2 separate regions of the Mus musculus genome follow, and region 1 is linked to region 2. The links are chromatin contacts, called in public promoter capture Hi-C maps. All regions are on one chromosome and are shown on one strand. Each heading gives the region's core, a stretch centred on a gene start, on an enhancer-like site or on the middle of the called end of the contact. The rest is flanking DNA. Distances are from core to core; before and after follow the strand shown. Region 1 holds the start of Phlda3 (pleckstrin homology like domain, family A, member 3). Region 2 overlaps Nav1 (neuron navigator 1).

Region 1 (6,613 bases), core at 3,565-6,064, 230 kb after region 2:
CACAAATTTTAGCCAGCTCTCTCATTTGTTTTATCTAAACATATTTATTTAATTTTATGTGTATGTATGTGTGTGCGTGTGTGTGCCTATGTGTATGTCTGTAGCACATGTGTGCAGAGCCTGTAGAGATCAAAAGAAGGGTTGGGATCCTTGGAACTGAAGTTACAGAGGTTGTGAGCCACCATGTGGATGTTGGGAACTGAAGCTGGGTCCTCTGCAAGAACCGTAAGGGCTCTTAACTACTGAGCAGTCTCTCCAGCCCCTCAAACTTATTATTCTTCATTGCATACGTGTTGATGTGTTGGGCACTTAACTAGGTTTGTAAAGGAAGCAAGATGGGCCAGGATTGAAAACCTTGAGTACTATAGAGTGATAATATTTAAAAGAAAAATAATTCTGTCCCTTGTCACCCTTTCTCAGAGGGACTGTTAATGGTTGAGTCTTGGCCTTTAATTGTTACATTTATGTATGTATGTATGTATTTATTTATTTTTCGAGGGAATGAGGGAGACTTGTGGATGCCGTGGTGTGTGTGATTAGAGATCAGAGGACAACTTGCAGGAGTCTGTTCTCTTCTCCCAGCGTGTGGATGGTGGGGCTCCAGTCTGGTAGCAAATGCCCTTACCTGTTGGGTCACCTTTATGAGACACATTGAGACACGCTGTCACTATGTAATCCTGGCCAGTACAGAACTCACTGTATAGCCCAACCTGGTTGAAGATCTTGACTCTCCTGCCTCAGCCTCCTGTGTGCTGGGACTACAGATGTCAACTGCTAGGTCTAGCCAGCTTCCATAATATTTTAGGTGATATACGTAGACCTCTTTTAATTGGTTCCTTAGCTTTCAGCAGCATCACCCTGTTCCATCTCCCCCTTTATTTTTAGCTATATTTTTCTGTTTTGCCCACTCATAAGTAAATGTTTACCGAGGCCGGCCTGGGGTGGTGGTGCACACTTCCAGCTCTTGGGAGGCAGAGGAAGACAGAGTTCGAGGCCAGCTTGGCCTACAGAGCAAGTTCCAGGACAGCCAAGGCTACAGAGAAACCCTGTCTTGACAAACAAAACAAACAAACAAACAAACAAACAAACAAACAAAAAGTGTTTACTGTGAGCCAAACAGCATCTGATACTGGAGCTATGAGGATGAAGAAGATTGGGAACTCTTGCTGGCATAAAGCCTATATTTTAGGACAGGACAAACAGTAGTCAAATAGGAAACATAGAGCTGAGAGGGTGATGCAAGTGGAGCAGAGAGGGGGACATGGTGTGTCTGTGGGGAGCGGGTAGAAGGTTGAAGCAGGGTATTGGGGAAAATCTCATGAAAAAGGTAAGAAGATAAAGAACAAAGAACTGCGGGAGGTTGTAATGCTCCCTTCAGTCAGAATGCAAAGTGCAAATATCATGAGGAAGGGGGTTGAGGTTAGAATCTAGAGCAGGTCCCAGACCAGCAGTCCCAGAGGGCCTTGCCGGCATGTTGCTGCGTTCATCTTACTCGTCACTCTTGTGGATCCTGGGCAAAGTGTATCATCATTTTACATAGTTGACTTTTTTTTTCTTTTGAGACAGGGTCTTACTATGTAGCTCAACCCAGCCTAGATGTAGACCAGACTAGCCTCAAACTTGTGGCAGTCCTCCTGCCTCTGGAGTGCTGGGATTATAGGTGTGTATTATTATGCTGGATTAGTTTAAAATTTAATATTAATATATTTTATTTTTGAAAATTTGTTTACATTTATTTTAGACAAGAAAAACCTTGATTTTTTTTTTTTTTTTTACCCTCCATCCCCCTAGACAAAGTTTCTCTGTGTAGCCCTGGCTGTCCTGAAACTTGCTTTGTAGACCAGGTTGGCCCGAAACTCAGAGATTTGCCTGCCTCTACCTGCTGGGTGCTGGACTGAAGGCGTGCACCACCACTGCTTCAGCCTTGCCTGTTTTATCCTTTTGCTTTTATTTGTAGTTATTACAGCTCTGCATCCCTCTGCCACGTTCTACACTGTCGATAAAATTATCTTTACTGCTGTTCCTTTGTCTAGCAATGTATTACTCCCTGGCTTAATTTCTTCAAGTAAATGTTTAAAACAATAGCTCTAGGGCTGGAGAGAATACTCCACTGGAGAGCTGGCTCAGCTGAGTACTGACTGTTCTTCCACAGGACCTGAGTTCAATTCCCAGCACCCACGTGGTAGCTCACAAATACAGATATAAATGTAGGCAAAGCACCAAAGCACATAAAATAAAAATAAATGATTAAAAAGATAAATCCAGTTACTTTGTTGGTTGGTTGGCTGACTGTGGCTCTTCACCCAGCTGTGCGTGTCCCTCCGCGTGGTCTCTTCCGTCCTTACAGTAAGTAGAATGTAGAATGGGACATTCATAGCTAGAGACATTCTTGGCTCACTCCCTGCCCCCTCCTCAGGGCATTTTGAGTCAGCCCCAAACAGCTGGACTCAGCTTGCCTGACAGGGCAGATCAGCTTTCTATTTGGTAGGGGGAAGGGGAGGTGGCAGCTCTGAGTTGCTACAGGGGACATTCTGTCCATCTGTCCCATGTGGGGTCAACAAGTCAGTAAGAGTCCAATCAGAGTCCCAGGACCCAACCTTCCTTCCCCGGGTCAGGGGCCTGGTTCCTGCTCCTGGTGTAGTAACCCTGATGGGGAGGCACGCTCTGCACCCTCTGCTCTTGGAAACTTGATCTCAATATTTAATTAGTACAACCCGGACCTGAGTCCCCCTCAGATAGGGCTTCCAGGAAAGAAGCCAGTCCTGGGGGGAACTGAATTATCTTTCCTAACCCCAGGAGGTCACGTGACTGCAGGGTCTCAAGATGACTCCTGGATTCCAAAGACTGACTCTGGCCATTGGGACAGCAGTAGAGGGGCCCAGAGCATGATGCTCCACGGAGTTTCCTCCTAGGCCCCTTTGCTCACTCTCTTTTTACCTGATGTCACCACCCTTTCCCTTCCTTTCTCCACCGCTTAGAAGCCTCTAACCCTCCAGCCAGTAAGGAAAGAGTGTGGGTGGCCATGTCATGTGTTACAAGGGCTCAGTGTTTATGGAGAGGCAGGGTGATGTCACCAGCAGATTCCAGGTCCTGTAAGCCACCAATACATTCATGCCCTAGACTCTCTGATTACAAAGCTGCAGGATCCCGGTTAAGTTGTTTGAGTTCTCTGCCTTGTTTTTTTTTTCCCTCATGAGAAAATGTGAGCAAAACACTATGCCCTATCTCTCATGAGAATTTAAAGCATGGGGGAGGGCTCTGTAAATTTTGTCTTGAGAATGATCCAGTAGTTATAGAAAGCATCAGTGAACGAGAAGGAAGCAGTAGAGATGGGCTCAATGGAGACACTCCTCCCGGTCCCACTCCCACCCCCATTTCCTAAAGGAGAGAGGGTTGGTTAAGGCAGGATTCTGCCAGGTTGGTCAACTCAGCAGTCCCTAGAAGAAGGCTGAGGGGAAAGCCACACCATAGTGGCTGGCCGACAAGTCCCTAAGGGCACTGTCTAATCTCTCTCCTGGAGTGGCATTGTGGGAGTTGGGAGCTGAGGGACAGGGAGAAGGTCAGAGGGAGGGACAGACAGGGCTCTGGATGGGAAACTGATGACTCTTTCTCTCCACAGCTGGCTTGGTTCTGCAGGGGAGGATACCCCCGGCTCACAACAGAATCCTCCCTGTGCCCGTTAGTTTTTCGACACCGAGGACCAAAACAGGAGGTGTGAGTACAAAGAGGTCTTCTTTCTGACTAATTATTTATCATTAGTCCCAGAACCTTTACGATTAACATGTCCATGAGTAGGTGTTTAAGAAACTTTGGCCTGGAGGGGTTGACCAAGAGGGCCAGATGAGGGAGGTCCTAGGAGAGACATCTTTCTCCGGCTTCTGACCTTATATGATGGAAGACATAGTAGGAAGAGAGAAATAACTGAGTTGGCAGATCTGTCCCGGGTCTTCACGAATGGTCACTAAGTTGCTCTTCGCAACAATCCTACCAGATCAGAATGGATTAGTTATCCCATTTGATACATGAAAGTATGGAATAAGGTTAGAGCCATTGGCCAGGTAGGAGAGGTTTGAAGTCAACTGAGAAAAGCCTGTCTCCCTTCAGCATAGTGTCCCAGGAGAAGCCCATTCTCTGCTGTGGACTCTGCAGAGAAGCCACAAGGCTGAGGGCTAACTGCAGTAGGCATGGTTGGGCTCCAAGTCAATGCTCTGTGAGACAACCCCACACCCACAGCACGTGTGTCTACTTCCCATTGATCCATCAGGATTTCTCTCTCCCCACTTTATACACACTATTTTCTAACGCCTACCTAAGTAGAGGCAGGGAAAGGTGGGAGAGTAGGTTGTCAGATCTGTGGCCAGCCTCCCTTGAGCCCAGCAGAGAGACATCTGCTGATGATGGTGGACAGACCCAACACTAGCTTTTGGCAGAGGCTGGGCGACCAGAACTCTCGTGCTCTGAGAAGCAGCGGGTATTTGACACCCACCCTGCCATGGTGCCACTGCGTTATCGTCAAGCCGGCCCCACCCCAGGCCAGCAATGACCTGGCTCCTCTAGGAGAGGATCCTCGGCCCTCCCCCACTTCTCCTCTTTCTCCTTCTGCTATGCCCCGGGTGTGAGGCCGGGGTGAACGGTTGAGGCTGGGGGTCGGGTGAGGGGCTCGGAGCGGTGTTTTAAGAAGGGGCAGCCCGCAGGCTATTGAGAAAGCAGCCCCCTCCCGGGCCCGCGCTGCTGATGGGTGTTGGAGCCCCACTGCAGCCCCGCCCCCCGGGGCCCTGTCCGGGCGGGTGCGCGGCGCAGAGGGGAGGGCCAGCGGGGCAGGAATGCGCGGCGGGCGGCGCAGGAGGCGAGCGGTGGAACATGTAAGGGCACATCCCGCCAGCAGCCGCCCAGCTCGCAGACGGAGCGCAGGGGAGCGGGCGTGCGGGCGGCGAGGCGCAGGGCACCGGGTAGAGGCTCGGGGAGGTCGAAGCGGCGCGCAGGGTTCCAAGCCGGCGGCGAGAGAGTAGCATCGCACGAGCCTCCCGGTACCCGCTGTCTGCGAGGCGGCCCGGGCCGCAGGCTCGACCGCACAGGGAGCAAGGCCAACCAGCTCCAGGGCGCGAGAAGCCGGCGCTGTAGAGCCGGGACAGCCGGGATCGCCGCAGCCTCCAGAGCTGTGGGAACCTCGGGGTGCCCATGACGGCGGCGGCGACCGTGCTGAAGGAGGGCGTGCTGGAGAAGCGCAGCGGCGGGCTGCTGCAGCTGTGGAAGCGGAAGCGCTGCGTGCTCACCGAGCGCGGGCTGCAGCTCTTCGAGGCCAAGGGCACGGGCGGCCGGCCCAAGGAGCTCAGCTTCGCCCGCATCAAAGCCGTGGAGTGCGTAGAGAGCACCGGGCGCCACATCTACTTCACGCTAGTGACCGAAGGCGGGGGCGAGATCGACTTCCGCTGCCCCCTCGAAGACCCTGGCTGGAACGCTCAGATCACCCTGGGCCTGGTCAAGTTCAAGAATCAACAGGCCATCCAGACTGTGCGGGCCCGGCAGAGTCTTGGGACTGGGACCCTTGTGTCCTAAACCATGAGGCGTATCATTTTATCGACATGCCCCCCCTCTCCCATCTCCGTGCCCAGAAGACATGTCAGGTGAGTCCCAGAGCACTGAATCCTCTCTCTTCTTCCTCCTCTGCTCTCTATAGAAAACCAGGGGCTTTGATTTCTATCCCAAAGCTGGACGATCCCAGAGAAGGTTGTTGGGACCAACAGAGCGTAGATCCGAAGAGAATGTGTTTTTGGAAGCCGGGCCTTTTGCCAAGTGAGCAGAGCAGGCCCTTTCCCTAGGGCACCAGGCAGGAGGGTCCTTAATGTAACCCAAGTGTCGGAGAGGAAGATGGGTGGGAGCACGGAGAGAGAGCACGGGTGGGATAGGCCTCCTCAGAGATTGGTTCACTCACCATAGGACTCCTGCGTTGTATGACTGTCTTCCAGAATGAATGCATGCTGGAGAATGTAAGTGTTGAACTGCGATGACAACTCACTACGGTGTAGTTATCGAAGGAGTTATAAGGGCTTGCGAACAAAACCATGCTGTCTTAGGTCCCTACGTGGGGCCTCAGTGGAAGGCTGGGCTGAGCCAATGGCTTCAAAAACTCATTCTTGATAATGGATCTGGGGCTCCAGGGCTGAGGTGTGGGAGCATAAAGGAGTGTGAGATGTGGAATGTGAGATGTGGCCGGGACATCATTGCAGGGATGATAGGCCTGGCCTATCCATGAGTGCTGGCCAAAGGCATGCTGGGCCAGAGGAGGAGAAGCTAGAAGAGGGATGGGTGGCTGAGAACAGGATGGGGCCATGCATCTCTATTCATGATGTCTTAATCCTCCTAAAGGCAGAAGGTGGGGGGTGGGGGGGTTGGTTTGTGGTTAGAATGGCTCAAGGGAGGGACCAAGAATAGAACCTAGAAGCCATGGCATTTAGCCGTGTGCCCTCTTCCCCAGATACTACTCCCTCCTCATGGGAATCAGAGCTGGGGTTTATATAATTCTGCCCTTAACTTCTCCAACGGAAGCTTTGGTCCCTCTGAACCCAGCTACACCACCCAAAGTACCTCATCCATCTCCTCTTCCATCTCCAGC
Region 2 (7,030 bases), core at 3,612-6,111:
AAAGATTTGTCTATAGGGGGCTAAACTGTTGGATAACAGCTGAGTTAGAGCCTCCACTCTATCTCTATCTGGATTCCTATTTAGGGCTTGTGGGATGGGCAGGGGCTGTACCAAGGCTCCTGAAGCAACACAGACCACTTTCCCCTTACTTCCCTGACTGCCTCCTCCTAGTCCTCAGAAAGATGCTTAGGCATCTGGGACTAAGAGCCAACTCTTTTCTTTCTTTCTTTCTTTCCTTTTTTTTTTGTTTTTTGTTTTTTTGTTTTTTGTTTTTCGAGACAGGGTTTCTCTATGTAGCCCTGGCAGTCCTGGAACTCACTCTGTAGACCAGGCTGGTTTTGAACTCAGAAATCCACCTGCCTTTGCCTCCCAAGTGCTGGGATTAAAGGCGAGTTTCACCACCACCAGGGTAAGAGCCAGCTTTTTCAAGTCAGGGATATGAGTGGGCCTGTAGGGGGTAAGGGGAGGAGAAAGGTCTCAACAAGAAGCCCTAAGGCCAATGGATGAAGGCTCCCAAGGCCGAGGTTCAGCAACAGTTATGTGCTCCCACAGAGACTGCAATGATGCCCTAAAGGTAACAGGTCCTCTGACATTGAAGGCATGAAGGTGTGTCTGGATACTCCTCTGGCTGGCTGTGCCCTGAGCTAATAAAACTCCCTTTCCCCATGTCCCAAATTTGCATTCAGTTTTCTAGCACCAGGAGACAGAGAGGAACCTACCTCTAGTTCAACTGAGGAGGCTTCTGGTTCTTAATAAACAGGCCCTCTATGTCCATGCTCCACGATTTCCCAGTCTTGGCTGCCTGCTCACCTCCCCCCTCAGAACTCAGCTGGGCCCTCTGTCCCCCTTAGAGCTGACAGTATGAGCTCATCTGAACAGCCCAGGGAAGCCCAGAGGAACTGAATGGGAAATTCTGACTCACGGAGGGGTTGGTGCCAGAATGCTGCTCTTGGGGAAAAAGGCTGAGGGAGGGCTGTGTACCCTATAGCTGGGGGCTTGGGGGTTTCTGTAAGGGCTGGGGGAACAAGAGGGGATACCACTGGGTTGATTTTCTGGGTACCAGTATGTAGACCCTGTTGGGCACTCAGCCCTCCTTTAGGAGTGATAGAAGAGACTCGAGGACACCTGGCTGGTAGAGGGCTGATGAACCCAGGTGTTGGGATGCGGGGTACTAGCATCCCAGAGGGATGGGACTGAAAAGGAGGAGGGGTGAAGGGGTGTTCAGTAAACAAAGGCCTCTTGAAAAAGGAGGAGACTGTAGCCCACAGAGAGAACAGGTACCACAAACTGCACACCTGGCTTTCCACCCATACCCAGCCACCGTCACGGATGATAGCCTGTGTTCAACCATAAGCAAAGGCAAGACTGAGCAGGGTTTCTGCAGTGGTGCCGAGTTCCCCTTTCTTTGTAGCGCTGGCAATACGGGGGCCCCAAATGCCTGTGTTCACAGAGGCCAAGGCCCTCTGGTCAACCTGGGATGGCCATGTGGAGGTGTGGGGAGACACCGGCCCTTGCCCTCCAGACCCAGTAAGAGCACATCACCAAGGGCAGCCCAAGCTCACCTGTGAGTCACCTGGGAGCCTCGCAGGCTGGACATGGTTTCTTCCAGGTTCTGTCGGAGATCCAGAACGTTCTGTACTGTTCTCTTTCTCTGCGACTCTGGATCTGGCGAGGAGAAAAGAAAGAGGCGGTGAGAGGAGAGGACTCCTTGAAGGGACCTGGGAGTAAGGGAATGGGAGGCAGACACCATTATCTCCCAGAAGCCAGACCCTGGGGCCAGCCACCTGCTTCTTCTGTTCCTCAAAGATGACTGACAGTGCAGGTGCAGCTAAAGACCTCCATGTGTGTCCTGGGCTGGCTGAAGCCCCATACCCAACAAGGGCTACAGATAGGACCCCTCAGAGCCTCTCCCTGAATGACCACTGTTGCCTCTGGCTTTGGTTTCCTGTGGTAGAATGAAATGGGACACCCCTGACCCCCCCCCCAACCTCCTCTGGAGCAGTGTGTTGGTGTGTGCTTAGGGCTCTTGGAGGAGGGGACACTCTGACGAGCAGAGCTTGCCTAGTTCCACCATATAAGTATCCCTACACGGTGAGTTTCCATTTGTCAACATATCACAGAACATATCGTTCGAAGGGTTGGGACACATGGGGTTGCTCTGAGGGGTCTAAGAGGCCTCTGAGAGCCTCCTAAAGGTGAGGTGGCTAGTGGGAGCGGGAGATGAACAGCCATCTTCTGGGGTAGTTCAGACCCTATCCAAGAGTTAGAATCGCGAGTGAGGAAGAAGCATGGGCGGGGCCAGAGTCTGACCCAGTCAGGATCCCTGTGCTTAGCCTTGGTTTCCAGGCAGGATCATATTAGCCTGGGCAGACGAGAGAGCCTCTAACCGTACACGAAGCCTCACACTTTCTCCCATCTAGGGATGGAAATAGCATCCAAATGACAGAACAACCACAAGACCTTCTCCCTTCTATTGATCCACCAAAGAAATCTTTATCAAATCCCACTTGGGGCTGGGCGTGGTAGGGCACACCTTTCATCCTAGCACTCAGAAGGCAGAGGATGGTGAATATGAGTTTGAGGATAGTCTGGTTTACATATCAAGTTCTAGGCCAGCTGAGGTTACATAGTGAGGCCCTGTTTCAAAAGAGAAAAAGAAAAAAAAAAAAAGAAGAAGGAAATGAAAGAAAGAAAAACAGAAAAACCTCTTAAAAAAGCAAACAACAACAACAAAAACCCAAACCAAACCAAACCAAAAATAATCCAAAGACTCCAACTCAACTTGGTACCAGGACTGTGCTAGGCTCTGAGGACACTAACGAGGCTCTTGGACCGTGTCCCATGGATAACCTTTTACATAGGGATCCAAAGTCACTGTCACTGAAGGACCCAGCTTTCCCAATCCTCCTCAAGAGTTGGCTTCAGTAGTAAGTGACAGAGATAAGAGTGAGACCAGCCCTCTCCTCCCTTCCTCAACCCTTCCAGCCCTCTGTGCAAGCCAACCTTACCCTACTCCCAGGCCCAGCCTCTCCCCACCCACAGACTCGGCAGGGGAGCAAGCTCCTTCTGGCCGCCAAAGAGAACATTTCTGAATCCCCCAAGAGGTATTTTTGTTTTTTTTTTTTTCAAGACTGAGCTCAGGATGTCTGACTGTCACCGGCTGTCTGACTGTCACCGGCTGTTTGGCCAAGAGCGGCTGGGTGGGGTGGAAGGGCCATGCTGTATGGCTCTTCTCAGAGTCTCTGGGGCACCTTCTTCTTGGGCCAGCTCCAATCCTGAGCCCAGCCATCTCTGTCTTCCTCCCTTGAGGTCCTGTCCCTGTCCCCTAGCTTCTCAAGCCAGTCTCATGTACTCAGGGCTCCCTGTTGGTGTCAAGGAACAAGGAGAAATGGCAGGCCTCCATGCCCGGGGTCTGAGCTCTGTCCACAGCCCTGGCGTCATCTCGCTGGCTGCCAATGCCTGTTTATCCTGGCAAGTGTCGCCTGGTGAGCTGCTCCCTGCCTTTAAGTGATGGCTTGGCACGGGACACAGTCAGGGTCAAACAGTGTACACCTATATATTTTAAGGTTTAGTTCACAAGACCCTATGTGGGATCAAGAACAAGGCATGGGTTTCACAGAAGGGTGATGCCTTCTATAGTTTGGACGGAAATGAGCCAAGGTGCACATATCTCCAAAGGATGTTTCCAAAGAGGAAAGTGACGGAGAGTTATTCAGAGGCTTCTGGGTGTGCCCAGTCCTCTGCACACATCATCCAGTGGAATCCCAATGGGAGATTTGTGCTATTGTTCCATTTTACAGATGAGAACACTGACACTTCGAGATCAAATAAATTCCTCAAGGCCACACAGCTAGCATAAGCACAGGGTAGAGCTAGAGTCTGAAAGAAACTCAACCTCTTTTGATGTAACACTGGGCATTCCTGTGTCAGCAGTGACATGTACAGTGACTGCATACAGTAAGTGCTTAATGATATTCCAAGATTTAGTGAGTGCTACCACCATTTAAATTTTTTCATAAATGCGTGCGTATGGGTATATTTGTGTATGTATGTGTGTATATGTATGTATGTGTGCATAATGTTGTATATGTCTGTGTGTTGGATATTGTGGCATTAAAAATGTCCCCGTCTCTTTAAGAAAAAATGTTTAAGCCATACAGTTGGCCAGCTTCACTCCTAATTCTCTAGGCTTTGGGGGCACAGCAGGGAATGATGGGAATTAGAACCCAGAATCTTGGTAGTGACAGAGAACAATATACCAACTTCTGATATAACAATCATGGTGCAGCCGGGCGGTGGTGGCGCACGCCTTTAATCCCAGAACTTGGGAGGCAGAGGCAGGTGGATTTCTGAGTTCGAGGCCAGCCTGGTCTACAAAGTGAGTTCCAGGACAGCTAGGGTTATTCAGAGAAACCCTGTCTAGAAGAACCAAAAAAAAAAAAAAAAAAAAAAAAAAAATCATGGTATCATGGTGCCTTCTCTCCCCAACCTCCTCAAAGACCTCTACCCCAACCCCTACATTTTTCCATATCAACAGAGTAGAGTAGTGTACACACACACACACACACACACACACACACACACACACACACACACACACCAGGACGACTCTTCAAAAACCAAAAATACCAAGGTTCTGGAAATGGCTTGGCCCAGTCCTGCGTATCATAGAGGTGGGAGGCCAAGGTGCAGGAGCACAGCCATCTAGGGATGGCAGAGAGACTAAGAGTGATCTGCAGACCCCAGGGTAGGCTTAGAGAGGCAAGAAGGCTTGATTTAACGGGAATGGCCGGATCTGTTCAGTGCCCTGGCTGGGATTCTCCAGAAGCGGCTACACCCTAAAGCTCCATGGGTGCCTCAGCAGTGGCCCCTAGTGGCCAGATACAGTATGACACCTTACATTTCCACAGCTGGGTCTGCTCTGTGTGTGTGTGTGTGTGTGTGTGTGTGTGTGTGTGTGTGGTATGTATGTGTGTGTGGGTGATAGTTATACTTCTGATCTCCAAGTAAATTTTCCATGCTTAGCCTTTATTAAGTTATATTTTCCAAAGAACTCACCCTACCCCTTACCCTCGCCCCTCTGTGCCCTGTTCTACCCCAGCATCCAGCCTCTCTCTCACTGTCTGCAGTGAGAATGAAGATCTGGGAAGGGATGGAGCCATTCAAAGCACTAGCGATTTGTGATGACATTAACATTACCTAAAACATTATTCTCCTGGTTATGTCCCGATGTCTTGGAGGCTGCCTCTCCGTGTCTCGGTCAACCCTGTGGTCTCAGGATGTGGTCTGGGAGGAAAATGCTGAGGTCTGTCAAAGACGGAGGAGTCTCTTCCTACTGTTCAGGATGTTTCCAACCTATGTGAGACCTCTGTGCACGTTACAGCTAAGCTTTTGCAGAGCACATCATGGCTCCCAGGATATGTGTGTGTGTGTGTGTGTGTGTGTGTGTGTGTGTGTGTATCATGTGTGTCTGAGGAGTCTCACTACAGATCATCAGTCAAATACACTTGACACACAGGTGCATGCACACAGTAATGCCGGAGCCCCATGTTTGCCCCATGTGAGGCAGGACGCTAAACATATGACTTTGTGGTATTTCATTTGATTCGTTATATTTGTCTGGATTCCAACTCCCCTATTCTTTCCATTATAATACCTTGCCTCAGAATATGCACATCTCACCAAGGTGTGTCCATACAGTCTTCTACAATCCTGCAGATACACACATGGAGTGGTTTGGGCGGTTCTACCTCCCATTGTGAGACAGGAAGGTGACTAAGACATTCATGAGGAAAAGAGGCAGTCTGCATCTGAGAAGGAAAGGTCCAGGGTGTGTGTGTGTGTGTGTGTGTGTGTGTGTGTGTGTGTGTGTGTATGTGATGTGAACAGATTCCTTCTACCTGCCCGGCATCAGACAAGGGGAACAGGCCTCCCAAGAATGCTAAGACAAGGTTTCCTGCTAAGCTAAAGAGCTGGACACCGGGGAGAAACGGACTTTCACTGTGGTGTCAAGAACATAGATCTTAGGCCGGTAGCTGTGGCTCACTAATTTAATCTGAGCATTCGAGAGGCAGAGGCCAGCAGAACTCTGAGTTTGGGGTCAGTCTGGTCTACAGAGTGAGTTTCAGGACAGCCAGGGCTACACAGAGAAACCCTGTCTCAAACTGACAAGCAAACAACAAAAACAACACAGTTTTTAGTATCAAGAAGAAAACCCAAAGATGGCCTAGTCGGCCATCACTGCAAAGAGAGGCCCATTGGACTTGCAAACTTTATATGCCCCAGTACAGGGGAACGCCAGGGCCAAAAAGGGGCAGTGGGTGGGTAGGGGAGTGGAGGGGGTGGGTATGGGGGACTTTTGGTATAGCATTGGAAATGAAAATGAGCTAAATACCTAATAAAAAATGGAAAAAAAAAAGAAAAAAAGAAAACCCACCATCTAGGTCCACCCACTGCCTCTCCGCAGCCGGGCTGGCCCTGAACAGGTTACTTCATCTTGCTACCGGTTTGCTTTCTGCTAAATAGAGAGTGGAATGACCTCACTGCAGCGAGGCTTAAGGGCCTAGCTCACTATCACACTTAGTGTAGAGCCTGGCACACAGCAAACTGCCTGGACAGACAGCTGGGATCGACCTGGCAGAAGGCAGAAGTGGGCAGACAGCGAGGCTGAAGCGCCCCACACTCGGCCACCAACCAACAGGTGGGAGCCTGTTTTCTTTTGCTGAGGCCTTAACACCTGGACCTAGTAGCATCTGAGGTATACTCAGCAAACCTCGCTGCTGCACCAGCAAGCCTGACTAGCTGCTTTTCTCAGGGCTAGTCCTGCCTGTGGGATGCACTTAGCTATAGGGACTTGCTTGAACCAGAAGGCTAAGCTGTAAGATCATACTGGACAGTGAACCTCCAGTTCAGGGTAAAAGCCCCAACAGATTCAGGCAAGTTCTAGAAGGAGGAGGCTCAGGGGGATCCATCACCCAGTAGTCAGGTTTCCCCACGATCTGTGAGGTTTTAATTATTAGCCAGCAATTAA

Evidence for each region. Promoter capture Hi-C pulls out the DNA fragments that hold promoters and counts their contacts.
Region 1: a contact with region 2 is called in a promoter capture Hi-C map of 3T3-L1-derived adipocytes, with 4 times the contacts expected there. The contact joins the promoter of Phlda3 here to the enhancer-like site in region 2. A contact is called at or near these places in 12 of 39 promoter capture datasets (the 3T3-L1 cell line, 3T3-L1-derived adipocytes, the HPC-7 cell line and 5 more), 1 of 15 datasets of contacts at CTCF or cohesin (embryonic stem cells), 20 of 484 Hi-C or Micro-C datasets (B cells, ECoMG myeloid progenitors, the G1E-ER4 cell line and 11 more), 9 of 115 datasets of contacts at active chromatin or transcription factors (the NIH/3T3 cell line, bone marrow-derived dendritic cells, bone marrow-derived macrophages and 5 more) and 2 of 9 other capture datasets (adipose tissue and pancreatic islet).

What each region holds. Positions count from the first base shown.
Region 1 is chr1:135,761,271-135,767,883 of GRCm38.p6, forward strand. Phlda3 (pleckstrin homology like domain, family A, member 3) reads left to right here and starts at 4,815. Exons shown (of 2, transcript NM_013750.2): 1 at 4,815-5,624. The coding sequence starts at 5,179. The coding sequence ends at 5,556.
Region 2 is chr1:135,535,635-135,542,664 of GRCm38.p6, forward strand. Nav1 (neuron navigator 1) reads right to left here. Exons shown (of 30, transcript NM_173437.2): 2 at 1,563-1,665. Among named protein-coding and RNA genes, the nearest start is that of Gm32940, 27 kb to the left of the region's middle. Within about 2 kb of position 4,862, at least 45 of the 459 cell types and tissues checked have an H3K27ac peak or open chromatin away from gene starts, as enhancers often do. A contact at or near this core is called in 3T3-L1-derived adipocytes, the NIH/3T3 cell line, bone marrow-derived macrophages and 4 more, where this site is marked.